Regions from separate parts of the Sus scrofa genome. Here region 1 is linked to region 2. A link is a contact called in public HiChIP or PLAC-seq data. All regions are on one chromosome and are shown on one strand. The core of a region is the stretch at or near the end of the contact, and the rest is flanking DNA. Distances in the headings are between cores, read along the strand shown. Region 1 has its middle 360 kb from the start of RUNX1. Region 2 overlaps RUNX1 (runt related transcription factor 1).

The links. HiChIP or PLAC-seq counts read pairs in DNA pulled down with a chosen protein or histone mark.
Region 1: a contact with region 2 is called in an H3K27ac HiChIP or PLAC-seq map of alveolar macrophages. The contact joins two enhancer-like sites. A contact is called at or near these places in 1 of 47 Hi-C or Micro-C datasets (liver) and 2 of 2 datasets of contacts at active chromatin or transcription factors (alveolar macrophages and skeletal muscle).

The regions. Positions count from the first base shown.
Region 1 is chr13:198,987,332-198,993,687 of Sscrofa11.1, reverse strand. No RefSeq gene overlaps it. Among named protein-coding and RNA genes, the nearest start is that of RUNX1, 360 kb to the right of the region's middle. Within about 2 kb of position 3,782, at least 3 of the 83 cell types and tissues checked have an H3K27ac peak or open chromatin away from gene starts, as enhancers often do. A contact at or near this core is called in alveolar macrophages, where this site is marked.
Region 2 is chr13:198,454,625-198,461,454 of Sscrofa11.1, reverse strand. All of the region lies in intron 4 of RUNX1 (runt related transcription factor 1), which reads left to right. Among named protein-coding and RNA genes, the nearest start is that of RUNX1, 180 kb to the left of the region's middle. Within about 2 kb of position 1,659, at least 14 of the 83 cell types and tissues checked have an H3K27ac peak or open chromatin away from gene starts, as enhancers often do. A contact at or near this core is called in alveolar macrophages, where this site is marked.

The sequences.
Region 1 (6,356 bases), core at 2,533-5,032, 530 kb before region 2:
TGCTGTGGCTTAGATCCCGGAGGTGTAGGCTGGTGGTACAGCTCCTATTTGACCTCTAGCCTGGGAACCTCCATATGCCATGGGTTCGGCCCTGGAAAAGACAAAAAATAAATAAAAAGCAAAGGCCTACGCTTAAAGATAATTACTCAATTGTTATGGGTTGAATCCTGTCCTCCTAAAATCTGTATGTTGAAATCCCAACCCTCTGTGCTTTAGAATGTTGTCCCTGTTTGGAAAGTGGGGCCATTGTAAATGTAATTAGTTAAATGAGGTAATTAGAGTGGGCTCGTAATCTAATCTGATTGGTGTCCTTATAAAAGGGGAAATTTGGACACAGACCTGCAGACAGGGAGAATGCCATGTGACACTGAAGACAGAGATTGGGGTGAAGTTTCTACAAGCCAATAAACACCCATGATTGCCCAACACATCAAAAACTTGGAGAGGCCTGGAACTGATTCTCCCTCATAGCCTCAGAAGGAACTAACTCTGTTGACACCTTGACTTAGTACTCCTTGTTTCCAGAATTCTGAGAAGGTAAATTTGTATTGTCTAAGCCACTCATTGTGTGGTACTTTGTTACAGAAGCCTCAGGAAACAAATACATTGATAGAGTTTTATTTGTACATTTTCGCATCAAAACAAACAAAAATAGGGTCACTTTACCACTGTTTCTTTACCTTTAGGTCAAGGAAGATAAGCAATGGTCTGACAGGTTACAAACAACTGAAAACCATTATACAAAGTAGGAGAGACCAGAAATATTGTTACTCATTCATGTTAAATATTATTTTTCAAAAATCACGATAGACAACCACTCACTTGTAAACAGTAGGATTTCACCCTCCTCACACTCATCATTTATGAAATGAAATATTCCTTGAAGGCCTCAGAAGATTGCCAATAAAAATGCTAAAAGACTCTTTTGATCTCTAGGAAGCAGTGAGGACAGATACAACTTCATTCCTTCTGGAAAATGCTTTGTTCTTCTGACTCCACTTACAGAGGCAATAGGAAGGCATATAATACATCAGGCTTTTCGTCTTTGTGGAACTAAGTTAATCCAGGTCCTTATCAGATGAAACTGTACAAGGATATAATCTTTTAGAAGACATAAGTAATTCTCCATAACACATTTGGAAATACTTTGATCTTTCTGTATAGGTCTCCATAGCAAAAGCACACTGCAAACCTTATTTTACTTATTTAGAGGTTAGTTAAGTAAGGCTAGGGTTGTAATATTAGAGCTTTAAAATTGCTTTTTAAATATACGCTAGCAAAGGGATAAGGATAATTTTACTAGGTCCTGAAACATTCTAAATTACATACCAGTCTGCTCTGCCCCATTCCAATGCCAACACCACGGGCTTAGTTTTCGTGTATTTACTTTTCTCCTATTTTATTAACTCTGTTAATGGACTTTAAGAGATTCTTTAAAACCCCATCCTCCCTTGAAAATTTTAATATTCAAGTGAAGTGTTCTTTCGTCTAGCATTCCTGCTATACTGGTTCTAAGGATCTAATAGTCCTTCCGCCCCACTGTGGATTAGGCTGATTAAGGGATTGGTGGAGAAAGATGCTGGGGAGGAGAGTAAATGTTAAAAGATCCCTTATTTCATTCCCTGATAAAGATCTGAGCTTCCTTTGATGAAGGTGGGGAACTGCTGAAGACACAAGGGATATGATAGGATCCAGTCTGATTTGCACCTTGGAAAAACCACTCTGGAAGCAGCTTGGGGAATGGGTCGGTGACCAGGGGGCAGGAGTATGAGACTAGAATTGGAAAGATCTTGTCCACAGGCCGTTGGAATGGTCAGACATGGTGACATCGTGCGGGTGGGGGATATGCAGGAGGTAGACGGATCCAAGAAGATTTTGTCAACTGTCTAGGGCTACACATGAGTCACTTCAGTGCTAAAAATACAGGTAACATTAATTAGTTGACCCACCCCTTGTAGGAAACTACAGTGTAGTGGTCAGGGCTATTTAATAAGCCCTACAAGAAAAGCAAGAGTCATCATTTGGTCCTAGACATTTCTACCCTCAACTATATTTGCCTCATTCTAAGGAATTCAGGCAATTCCAGGTCAAGAAGCTAGGTTGAGGTGAGCACATTCCCAGAATTCCCAGGGCTAGCCCAAGTGGTCAGCTCCACGACGTCAGTTCTCTGGGGTATTTGTCATCTGAACAACCTGGGGGGAAGAAGGACATCCCCCTCCGAAATGCTCAGTGCACAGACAGAGAGCCAGAGATGAACTCAGCCTGGACTCCCAGCGTGTCGAGGTGGGGCCAGCCAGTGTTTGTTTAGCCACCAATGACCCCCCCGAGTCGTGGTCACTTTCCCCGTGTACCGTAGTTGAGGGAAGCAGTCAGTTAACTCTGAGAACTGGGGGCACTGCCGTGGCCTTAGAGGAAGCCCTGCCATTTTCCAGAGGGAGAGAACCAGACTTTGCTGAAGCGATACCTTTTCCAAGTCCAGGTAAAGCCTTGCTTCCAGGTGTGATCAAATCTATTTCACGCAGAAGGCCAATAGGTGGCAGAACAGTCTTTCCTACACACCACAGGGAAAATGCATAGAGAAATCACCATCACTCAGTTTTGATCATTGGTCTCAAACAATTCAACAACTAGGAACTTTAGAATTTTTATATATTTTACACATTTATGTATATTAATGCTGAATCTTGGGTAAAATGTTTTGAGTTAAGATTTCAAGCCCTAGAAAAATTAGCCAAAATATTTATAGACCCTCTTTACTTAAACCTTATCTTCTTGTGGCTAGAATTTTTTTTTTTCTCACTTTATGGAGTATTTCCTTTTTTTTTTTTTAAGTATGTAGAAACAAAGGTGAAAACAATTCTAATTTTAGGCCATTTAAAATGATTATTCTCTGCTAATTAGAAGGTAGGATATACAAGGAGGGTTCCTCTCTGTGATTTCAAAAAGTCAAGCACCTAATAAAATATTCACAGATGCACTAGAATCTTGGAATTGGGGAGATGACAGAGAGACCCGATTTTTACAAAATTAAAATTTTTTTTCTTGAAAAGGAAGTTAAGATACTGGCTTAGAATCCTCTCTAATGTTGTTCTAACTATGTGTTTTTGCTAATTTTTGTTTGTTTGTTTTTGCTTTGCTTTCCTGCATTATTAGAATGTCAGGATTTATAGCTAATTTAGGGATACCCAAATGGGAAGATTTTAGAAACAGTCACAGATGTCCTGGTGGCTGTTGCAAATCAGGGATTACCATATCTCTAATATAAAATGGTCTCTGGGGATTTCTCTGCCTTGGTCACACTTATGCGGTTTCTTTGAATCTCATCTTTGCTTCTATTTCCCTGTGATCAGGACCTGGATGAGGATGGGTGAATGAGGCATGGCCTCAACCACATCACTGAAGGGGACACAAAAACCTTAATCATCATGAACAATCACTTTAATACAATATTTTTAAAATTCAAAATACAGAAAAATCCCAATGAACAAGATATCAAAAATCTAAATAACAATAAGATCAGTAACAGTGTTATGCTGAGCCCTGCTCGAACCTGAGGCAAAAGGAAAAATCAGGGACCCTGAGCATGTTTTTATTTAAAGTTTTGGTATTTCGTTCATCTTGAGTTTTGGCATTGATTTTGACCTTTTAAAATTTGAAATATTACTTATCATGTCCCTACCTTTTTTTGGTTCTTCCCTAAATGTTATGCTTCAGGCTAATGCCTCGCTCTCCTCACCCTGCTCTGAGGTCACTTGTCCTGGGGGTTTGCTTATGCTTACGCCCTGTAAAATGTCTAAAGTCCCTTCTCAAGGAGAGGTTCTTGGCCCCTCTAGGGCTGTTTGTCATCCAAGGGAAAAACAGGCCTGAAACCCAGAGAGAGAATAAGGATGTTGGCAACTTGCTGATGTTCCCCAGAGTGACCTCACTTTTGAAAAAAAAAAAAAAGTATCATATTCTTAAACCATTTCTTTTGGTTCTTCTTTTTTTCTCTTCCTGGCTTTGCTTGTGGCCCATGCACACCCTTTATGCTCTGGATAGCCAAAGGTCCAGATGTTTCTGAACTTCCTCAGATATTTCTGAAAGCAACTCTGTTTCAGAAGTTGTCAGAGCCCAGGTGGCTACTTCTTTACTCAGATCTCTAATTCAAGAAATTGCCATGAACAGGGGCTTTTAATTTGAACCCATCTGAGTATCTCAGTAAAAGTCAAACTGAATCCAAACCTCCTTACGAGTCCCTCGGAATTATAGCTGAGTGGGACTGGAGACAGTCTGGATTGCTAGTAGCACCTTTTGCCACAAGGAACAACCTTGCTTCTGGAGTTTCATCCTATTTTCTGCTCTCAATACCTGTAGAGACAGTTTTCTCACAGTACATAAACCTCTAATCAAGTGACTCTCTTCCTTACCAATTCCTTTAAAGTTATTATCCAGTCCATTCTCAGATGGCTATGAACCAGCTCAACACTTCTATGGAATTTGCTTTGAAGTTTTCCACAGGAAACATTTTTTTCTATGAATGGAGATGAGCATCTTTTACAGGGCTAGGTGAAACTTGTTCTGTTCTACTCACTTTTCCTCTTTCTCCACCTATCACAAAGTACTTGCCTTCGAGTCTGACTTATAAAAAACAAACTTACAGTTAGAAGAGGGGAGAGAGACAGAGAGATAAATTCATAGTTTGGGAATAAATAGACACATTACTATATATAAAATAGATAACCAACAAGGACCTACCATGTAGCACAGGAAACTCTACTCAATATTCTATAACAGTCTATAAGGTAAAATAATCTTAAAAATATCACATATATATATATGTATATTATGAATCAATTTGCTGTACACCTGAAACTAACACAATATTGTAAATCTACTATATATATATATAGTTTCTTTATATATAATAAAGGAAGAACAAGGAAGGAAAAAGTCATGACAGCAGATTGGAAGAGTACAAGTTCAAGGCCCAGTGTCCTTAGAAAGGCAGAATAAGGAGACAAAATTAACATCAGTTAGAAAAAGCACAAGTCCTTTTAGGAATATTCTGTGAATGGATAATTTAAGTCTCACTTGGGTCAGTGGCATCAACATGTGTTTGTTTATTGGATCACAAAACAATAAATATTTAGGATGTGGACTAAAAAAGAAAAATACTTTAGAAAGATGTAAATTAAAACATTCAAAGAAAAAAGATTAGAGTCAGACTTTATAAAATTTTACATTAAAACACACTAAAGAAGAGATTTTCTGCTTAGAATAGCAGGTTAGTCAAACATTGTTTTAGCTATAACTCTTTCTCTGAAAATTTTAGACACAGAAGATGTAATTTTTAATATGTCAATTCCCTATTAGTTTGCTATTTTTGAAAAAATAACACAATTTTTTAACTTTTATGCTATTTTGCAATTTATGGTTGTTTCTTTTCCCCATCACTAAGCAATTCTGGACAATTAGAGCAAAACAAAAATTGCATGTTTAAAAATTCGGTTGTGTTATTTTTCTTCTTCTAAACATTTAAACTCATGTTGGGAAAAAAGTTGGATGACTTGCTTCTTAGGGATATAAATGTATATCCTGTCTTTTCTGAATACACAAGAAAAACTGGGTTAAGCCATTTTTTCTTGAAAATTATTCTTGGCAACTCTTTGGGAAAATCTGTTAGCTTGTCAAGATAAATTTTACAAGCAGTATCCCAGGTTATGGAAACCATTGCAAAATATCTGAGAGATAAAGGACCTTTGCAGAACTAGGGTTACAAATGTGTTTATATATTTTATACATATTTTTATACTGTGAGTACTCAAAATATTTGGATGTTGTGGAAGCTAGAGACAGCTTTCATTATTTTATTTTACTTTTTAAGTAAGAGATACTGTAGTGAAAGGGGATCTAAACTTTAAGGGGCGCCTGGCAAGAATAAATGCCTCAAATTCTTTGAGAAGCAAGGCACTTTCCAGAAAAAAAAATATACGTGTGTGTGTGTGTGTGTGTGTGTATTTTGTGGACAACTGTCTAGTGTGTCGTTTTTGTTCCCAAATGCTAATTGAGTGTTGTAAATGAGGACAGGCCTTCACACCAACCAAATGAATTGGGCCTTGATTTTGAGTTTGCTTATCATAGTGGCATAAGGCCTTTCATCTTTCTCTTTATCTGATATTTGTGTGACCATGTATGCGTTTTTCAAATTTCTGTGTACTGTCAAGTACCCCTCTCTGATTACTCCTTTTGACACACAGATGCCTGCTTTCCTTCTACCCCTGACATAGGGTACAGTTTCCAGCCTACTGGAAAGAGAGGCCGTGAAAGAAACTCTGGCCCACCCACTGTGCTACTCATCTTGTAGGACTGTGAGAATA
Region 2 (6,830 bases), core at 410-2,909:
AAAACTGATTTGGAAGCTTGGAAAACCAGAACTGTGAATTTCAAGGAAACGCCTCAGATCTTTACTAAATTGTAAAAATATGAAACTTATCATCATAGAAACCAGGACTGTGCAACTGGGGTTCTCTCTTTGATAATTTTCAGAAGTCTAGTGACTGGAAGCCTTTAACTTAGAATCCATGCACTATTTATGACACTTCTAATAATTTTAAGGGATATGCAGTGTATGATTATTGAAATGTGTTTCAAGTAAGGATATTTTTTATGGTAAAATAGGAAGAATTAGTGTTCATACCATTCTGGTTTGGTGAATTTGATGGCAATATGACCTTCCTATTATATATAATTTGGATGTCTTATTATTATTTGGAGGAGGGGTTGGGCCCAGTTAATATTTTAGATACTAATAATATGAAAGACTGGATTATCCATCCACAGGAACTATTTCATCAGTGCCGTTCTATGTGTAGTTTTATCTCTCCATGCCTGTTATCAGAGTATTAGAGCAGAAAGAGGAATCTTGGCTTGTTGTAAACTCCTCTGCTTTCCAGTTATTTTCAAATATTGTGTTTTCTTTGAAACACAATCTAAGTCATATTTTATAAGTAGCAGTAAGTACTAGCAGTTTAACTGAAGGAAATACGATAATTTCTTTGGAAAATCTCATTTTTGTAATATAGTGTTGAATAAGTTTACAAATAAAAGTTATTTTGAGTATATTAAAAAGACACGGCAAATACCTAAATAACAGTAGGTGGCTCCTGTATTTAAAAACTAAAAGTACATCCAGTGGACATTTAAACAGAAGAGTAATCATTACTCTTTATAAAGACATTCAGAAATATGAGAAAATCTATGTTCTTGGGAAATTTGTTTAGTCCAAGAGGAAAGAGGGCAAAAGCACTGTTGCCTTTTTTTGGCTATTGTTTTTGTGCTATCTTAGCTGCCGGGGACATTTTCAAAATAGAATCATAGGTGGAGAAAATTTTCAAAAACTTGTAACGTGATTGAAAATATGTGTTCATAGCACGTATCATTATGTTAATTATAGGACAATGTTAAGAAAATGATATCCACTTATTGAAACACAAATGATGCTATAAGATATACAAGCATAAGTCATTCTATGGGTTTACTTGCTATATTAAAAGTCCCTGCCTTTCAGTAAGTGGAATTCACATTATGATTCAGAGATGTGTGTTTAGAAAACATCTCAAGGGCTTCATATGAGTAGCTGGCAGAGTGGTTAAGAAGCCAATAAAAAACAAAAGCCTGACCGCCCCGTCCACACCTCCCAGCCTAGTAACCATCTCAATTCAATTCCTATGGATTTCTACTCATTATCAGAGTATGCATCTCTGTGGGTGTCCACGGGACAGGTTTTGGTTATGAAAGTTGGGAAATTTTTTAATGGCCCATGCCAACGACGTTTTCCTGTAAGAAGGGCAGTGGTGCCTCCTGGCAAGGCCCAGGGGGTTGGTGGTGATAAAGAGTGAGATTTTGAAAGCAGCATGCTTTCTTTTCTGGTGTTGAAGGCTGGTCTCTCGTCCATCACTGGCCATTTCTGTTTTGAGTGGGTGACTAAGAGGAGCTTGTGTTTACTTGGGTAACAGTGAACTGTTTCCCCAAGGTGTGGATTGTTTGCATTTGGCTGCCTGATTCGTGCCAGTATGCCCTTGAGTTTGCATAAAACCCAGAGTGAAATAGCTGCGACCAAGGCTGGGCTGTCTTCTGATAACCTGGAGCAGGAAAATTAGTTGAAATGCTCCATGTACGGACAATATCTGTTTTGAACAGGGCCTGCTACCCACGCATGATAGTAAGCAATCCAAAATAGAGGAACCTACAGTGAATGTTGTACCCAATTACAGTTACTGCGTGTATTGGTGATCTTGAGCGATTTTTTGTTGTTGTTGCTTTTGTTAGTGCAAGACAAAATGAGCTGTCAAAAGGCCCAGTTTGACTCTGTCTCATAATTTCTCCCCATAGTTGTAAAATACAGCTTGATTTTACTCTTTCATATCTAGTGTCAACATCAAAGCCTGCCAAGGATTTTTTTTCTTTTTCTTTTTTTTCTTTTTTTTTTCTTTTTTTTGCAATTTGCTTCCCATTAGGAAGAGAGCAAATGATTCTCCTTCATTTTAACAATTAGTCTAAAGCGTCCTCCCTGAATTTTGTCCTTTAGAAGTTTCACAATATTTTATTAAAGACTCTCCACTGTTTCATTTTCCGTGTTTGAAAATGTGTCTGAAACTATGTCATTGGCATCAACACGCCACACAGGGGCCCAGGAAGGTCCTGGCTGTTGGCTCATCCGAGCATTCCAGTGCCAGTTTCACATTCTGTCAAAAAAGCCACGGGTCTGGTGGATCCTCCAAGGGGCTCGGTGCTCAGTTCCAAAGAAAGAGTAGAGGAAAAAAAAAAAAGACTTTTCTTTTCTCAGCTGCCAGTCCCGGGAGATTGTCAAACCTTGTAGAAATCGCCAGGGGTTGAACATGGAAGGGTTTTTCTCTGTTCTACAAAACTGATCTGTCTGGGTGCTGGCCCATGTCCAGGACCACAGCTCCTAACCTCGGGTTCAGCCTGCAACTGGGAAAACCTGCCCATCCGGCTTTTACGGGCTTGCTGACAAGACCGGCCCCTACAAAATATTGGTGAAGGTTTCAGCAGGCTGAGGCGTCTTCTTTCCTTTGCCTTCCTGCCCTCCTTTCTCTCCCTGACAACGTCAGCCTCCTACAGGGATATCTCACCCTTGGAATTCTCCCTCTTGGATTCAGTATCTCCATCTAGACCGTTCCTTTACAAAGGAAGACCAGATAGCAGCTCCCAGGAGAGAGGGGAGGTGACATTGAAGGCACCTGGGGTTGTTCAGAACAATTCATGCTTAAGCACGCGTTCTGGGATGCTCCTCGCCCTCCAGAAAATCGAAGGTCAGGAGCAGGAGGAATTCTCTTTGGCAGCGTGACTTAGCAGCAGTGGATGGCAGCTTACATCTGCAGTTGAGGTAGTTCCACTGATATTTTCAGTTATAAGAAAGTGTTTCATGGCTGCAGCTGAGAAACGTTGAAGAAATCTTAGCAATGAAATCTGCGAGTGCGTCATCCCACTTGGAGTATTTACTTAATCAGTTGGAAAGGAATCAATCAGGGAAAGCAGCTTTAGTTCATTCATTTTAGAACCAAAGAGGAAATCTGCCAGACCGTGTCCTCTACCACGTCGTAAAGAGGGGCAGATTTCCTTCTGATTTTTCTAATATGATTTTAATCTTTTGGGAACGTCAGAAAATCATTTTGAAAATCCTTGGGGGGAAACCAATGCACTCCTACACACAGATTCTTGCACCATTTTAAATTTCAGGGCCCCTGAACCTCATGTATGGATCTTCCAAGGATTCTTCCCAAGGCAAGAATCTGTGAATCTGAAACTTTGCCTTGACTGTGGAGGGCCAGCCTAGCGCTGTGCTCCACATTGCAGATGGCTGGGAAATGAGTAAATAGAAGAACAAATGAGGTGGACATTCTTCTAGCACCCTGTGCTGTTTTTGGTTATACCTGCTTTAATTGTAGCCAGGACCTGGTATGTATCGTTTGGAAAGTTCCCATTCAAACTGGGTCTACCTCAGGTCCAGACCTTTGAGAGGCCATCAGGTGTGCACACCAATAGTCCCTAGCAAAGGAGAAGGGTCCACTTTGTCATCCAGGGGGTAACCTCTTCTCCAGTGACTGCCTGGCCCCCTGGCTACAGACCTGCAACTCAAATTCTACAACCAGTCCAGGGAGGCTGTGTGTTCTCCTGTCTGTTAGAACCAGGTTTAATTTCTTGGTGAAATTTGTGTTTAGGGTGACCTCCTGGCAACTTTCATCTTGCCCACTTTCAAAAGAGTACCCTTCCCAATGCTTTTCTAAAATGAAATTCCTTCGTGACATTCTTGCTGTGGATGTCTTCCCAGACATAATATTTATCCTGTTCCAATCTGGGTTATTGCATATTTGTGTAATGTTTGTGACTTAAGGCACTTTCCTCCTTAAGGTATCTTATATTGTTCGGGGAACAGTATGAGGAGGCTGCCTTTCAGAAGCCTGAAAGACTGTGATTGAAGGGAAAGTACATTTGGAAAATAATATAGTGTACTGGTCTTCTAAACAAAGAGAGACGTGTCTTTATGGAGTGTTTATCACTGAGAACTGATCTGAATGACTCATGATATTATCATAGGATCCAAGTCATTCTCTGTTTTATCACAAACTCACATAGTAGGGAAGGGAAGTTCATCCGACAACCCCAGCGTTGTTGTCTTCATGGATAACGTTCGAGATAACGAGCTGGCCATCGGGTCTGGAGAAAACAGAAGGGAAAGACATGAGTTGTAGTAAAAAATCAACCCTCCCATTTTTCCTCCTTTGGGGGGTTGCAACTGATCTACCCTTTGAGATGATGTATACACTGAAATCTGTTTTCACGTGACCGTATGGGCAAGTGTGGATAGGGACAGACGCATCCAGCCAGCCAGCCTCAGGCAGCCCTCGCAGAGAATGCCTTTCCACAGCAGGCTAGTTAGTGTCCATGACCTGCTGGAGAATTTATCTCTAGAGATCAGCTTTCTCATTCTGGTTTACATTTGCCAATCAAAGAATAACAACACTTTCTCAAAGCAAGTTGCTCCCCACCTCCACCCACCCCCGGCCCCCCCTGCCCCGCTTGGTGTGTCACGGCCAAGACCCAGGGGCAGAGCTTTCTCAAAAGCTGCTTGTGCCTGGGACATGCAGTGTCACAATTTATCCCTTCATGGTTTTCTTGCTGATTTTATGAAGTGCCAGGCATTGCGGATCGTGTCCGACAGCTTTTGGTTGAGGTTATTTTTGCATGAACGATATTTGAGTTGATGGATCTCTCTCCACTCCCCAACCCGCCAACCCCTCCCTTGCCAGCCAGCTTTGGGTTGAAGCAGTTCTTTTTGGTGGAGACAGAAGACTATCAATCAGAAAGTGCCTCCGCGAGAAATAATGGTTGAGTGATTTTTAGAGCTTCCTGTTTCAGCAGCAAAGCATTATAGACATAAACAGTGATCCGGCCAACGGCTGCACTGCTGCTCTGGTTCTAATAAATCAGTTTTGTATTTTCTTTTTGTGCTGGTTGGCGAGGGGCAAGAGAGGGTGGAGAAGGCTGGTTATGGAAGAACATATTCTGGGTTTGGGTTTTTTTTTATTTTTAAAGAAAAATGACTTGTTGAAAAGAGAGATGGTATATTGTCTGATGATTGTTTTCTTTCTGTTGGTGATTATACAACATGGTTCAGATCAGGAAGGGGATGTTTATGAATAACCACGTACTGTCAATACGGAGAGGTTATGTGGTTTCGAAGGATCTCTTGGACTTTCAGCCAGAGGGACTTGTGCGTGTGTACGCGTGTGAGTATGTGTGTGTGTGTGTGTGTGCTCACACATCCAAACTTCTACTGAGAAGGCTTCCTGGACTAAATTGTCTTTGAGAACTAACTCCATACCAATAGCATCTTGTCATCTGAAGCCCCAGTAAAGCAATTAACAGAAATTAATACATGAGCCATGTGAATTTAATGAGCTGTCTAAGAATACTTTCAAATGTGACAGTTTTAACAGCTCACTCCTGGGGCATTGGCGGGGGGGGGGGGTGAATTGCTTGCTCTTCAAGATTTTTATTTTTATTTTTATTTTTTTGTCTTGTTTCGGGGGTGGCCACATCCACAGCATATGGAAGTTCCCGGGCTAGAGGTCAAATTGGAGATGCAGCTGCCGGCCTACACCACAGCCACAGCGGTATCAGATCCGAGCTGCATCTGTGACCTACACCACAGCTCACAGCAATGCCAGATCTTTAGCCCACTGAGCAAGGCCAGGGATGGAACCCACAACCTCATGGATACTAGTTGGGTTCATTACCTCTGAGCCACGATGGGAACTCCAGGATTTTTATGTTTATAAACATGCATTTGTGGACTTGAGGCGACGCCTTGGTGCCAACTGAGCCCTGCATTCAACAGAGATGTAGTTGGGTCCTTGTTAAGAACAGCTCTCTGTGGCATCCCTGCTGCAGGCGCTAACCTGGGATTCCAGCATGTTCATCTCTTTCAGGCTCTATCGGGCAGTGCTTCCCCTTTAGGAACTCTGTTTAATGCCACAGAATTTCCTCCAACGGGGGTTTCAGGTAGTCCGAGACCCCCAAATCATAAGGTGATCCCAACAACCTCTTTCGAGAAGCTCTCGACCATGCTGCAGCTGGATTCAAAATGCATTTCCTCTGCTTTCCTTGGTGGGCAAGCATTCATTTAGGAGCCACTCCAACTGGGTTTTTCTCAAAGATGTTAAGTTTCCTGTTTATTTTCCAACTTAGATGAATCCCTGCTTTTACCTTGAGATTTAAGAGTGTCATGAGAACCTAGCAGCAGCCCAGTCTGCAGAACTGCACCCCTCCCCACCAACCTCCTGCCTGGGTCTGGCGAATGGGAGGGCTGACCTGTCCCCTCACGGCTGGTGTGTGGCCCTGAGTCACCTTATGCAAACAAAGGAGACTTTCCTTGGCTGAAACAAAGGCCACGCACAGAAATATGGCCGTGTCTGAGCCCAGTTGGTGATCTGTGTGCTTATCAGATCCCAGCAGACAGGCAAGGAGGGAGATGGGCCTGTTTGGAGGTGAAAACTCTGGTTTGCTCCAGGCATTGGTTTTTGGGGTTTTAGAGATTTTTTTTTATTCTTATTCTATTTGAAACCATTGTATGGAGTACAGTCACTGACTGTCTGTCTGTCTGTCTACCTACCTATCTATCGTAATTAATGAGAAAGGATCTAAACTCAT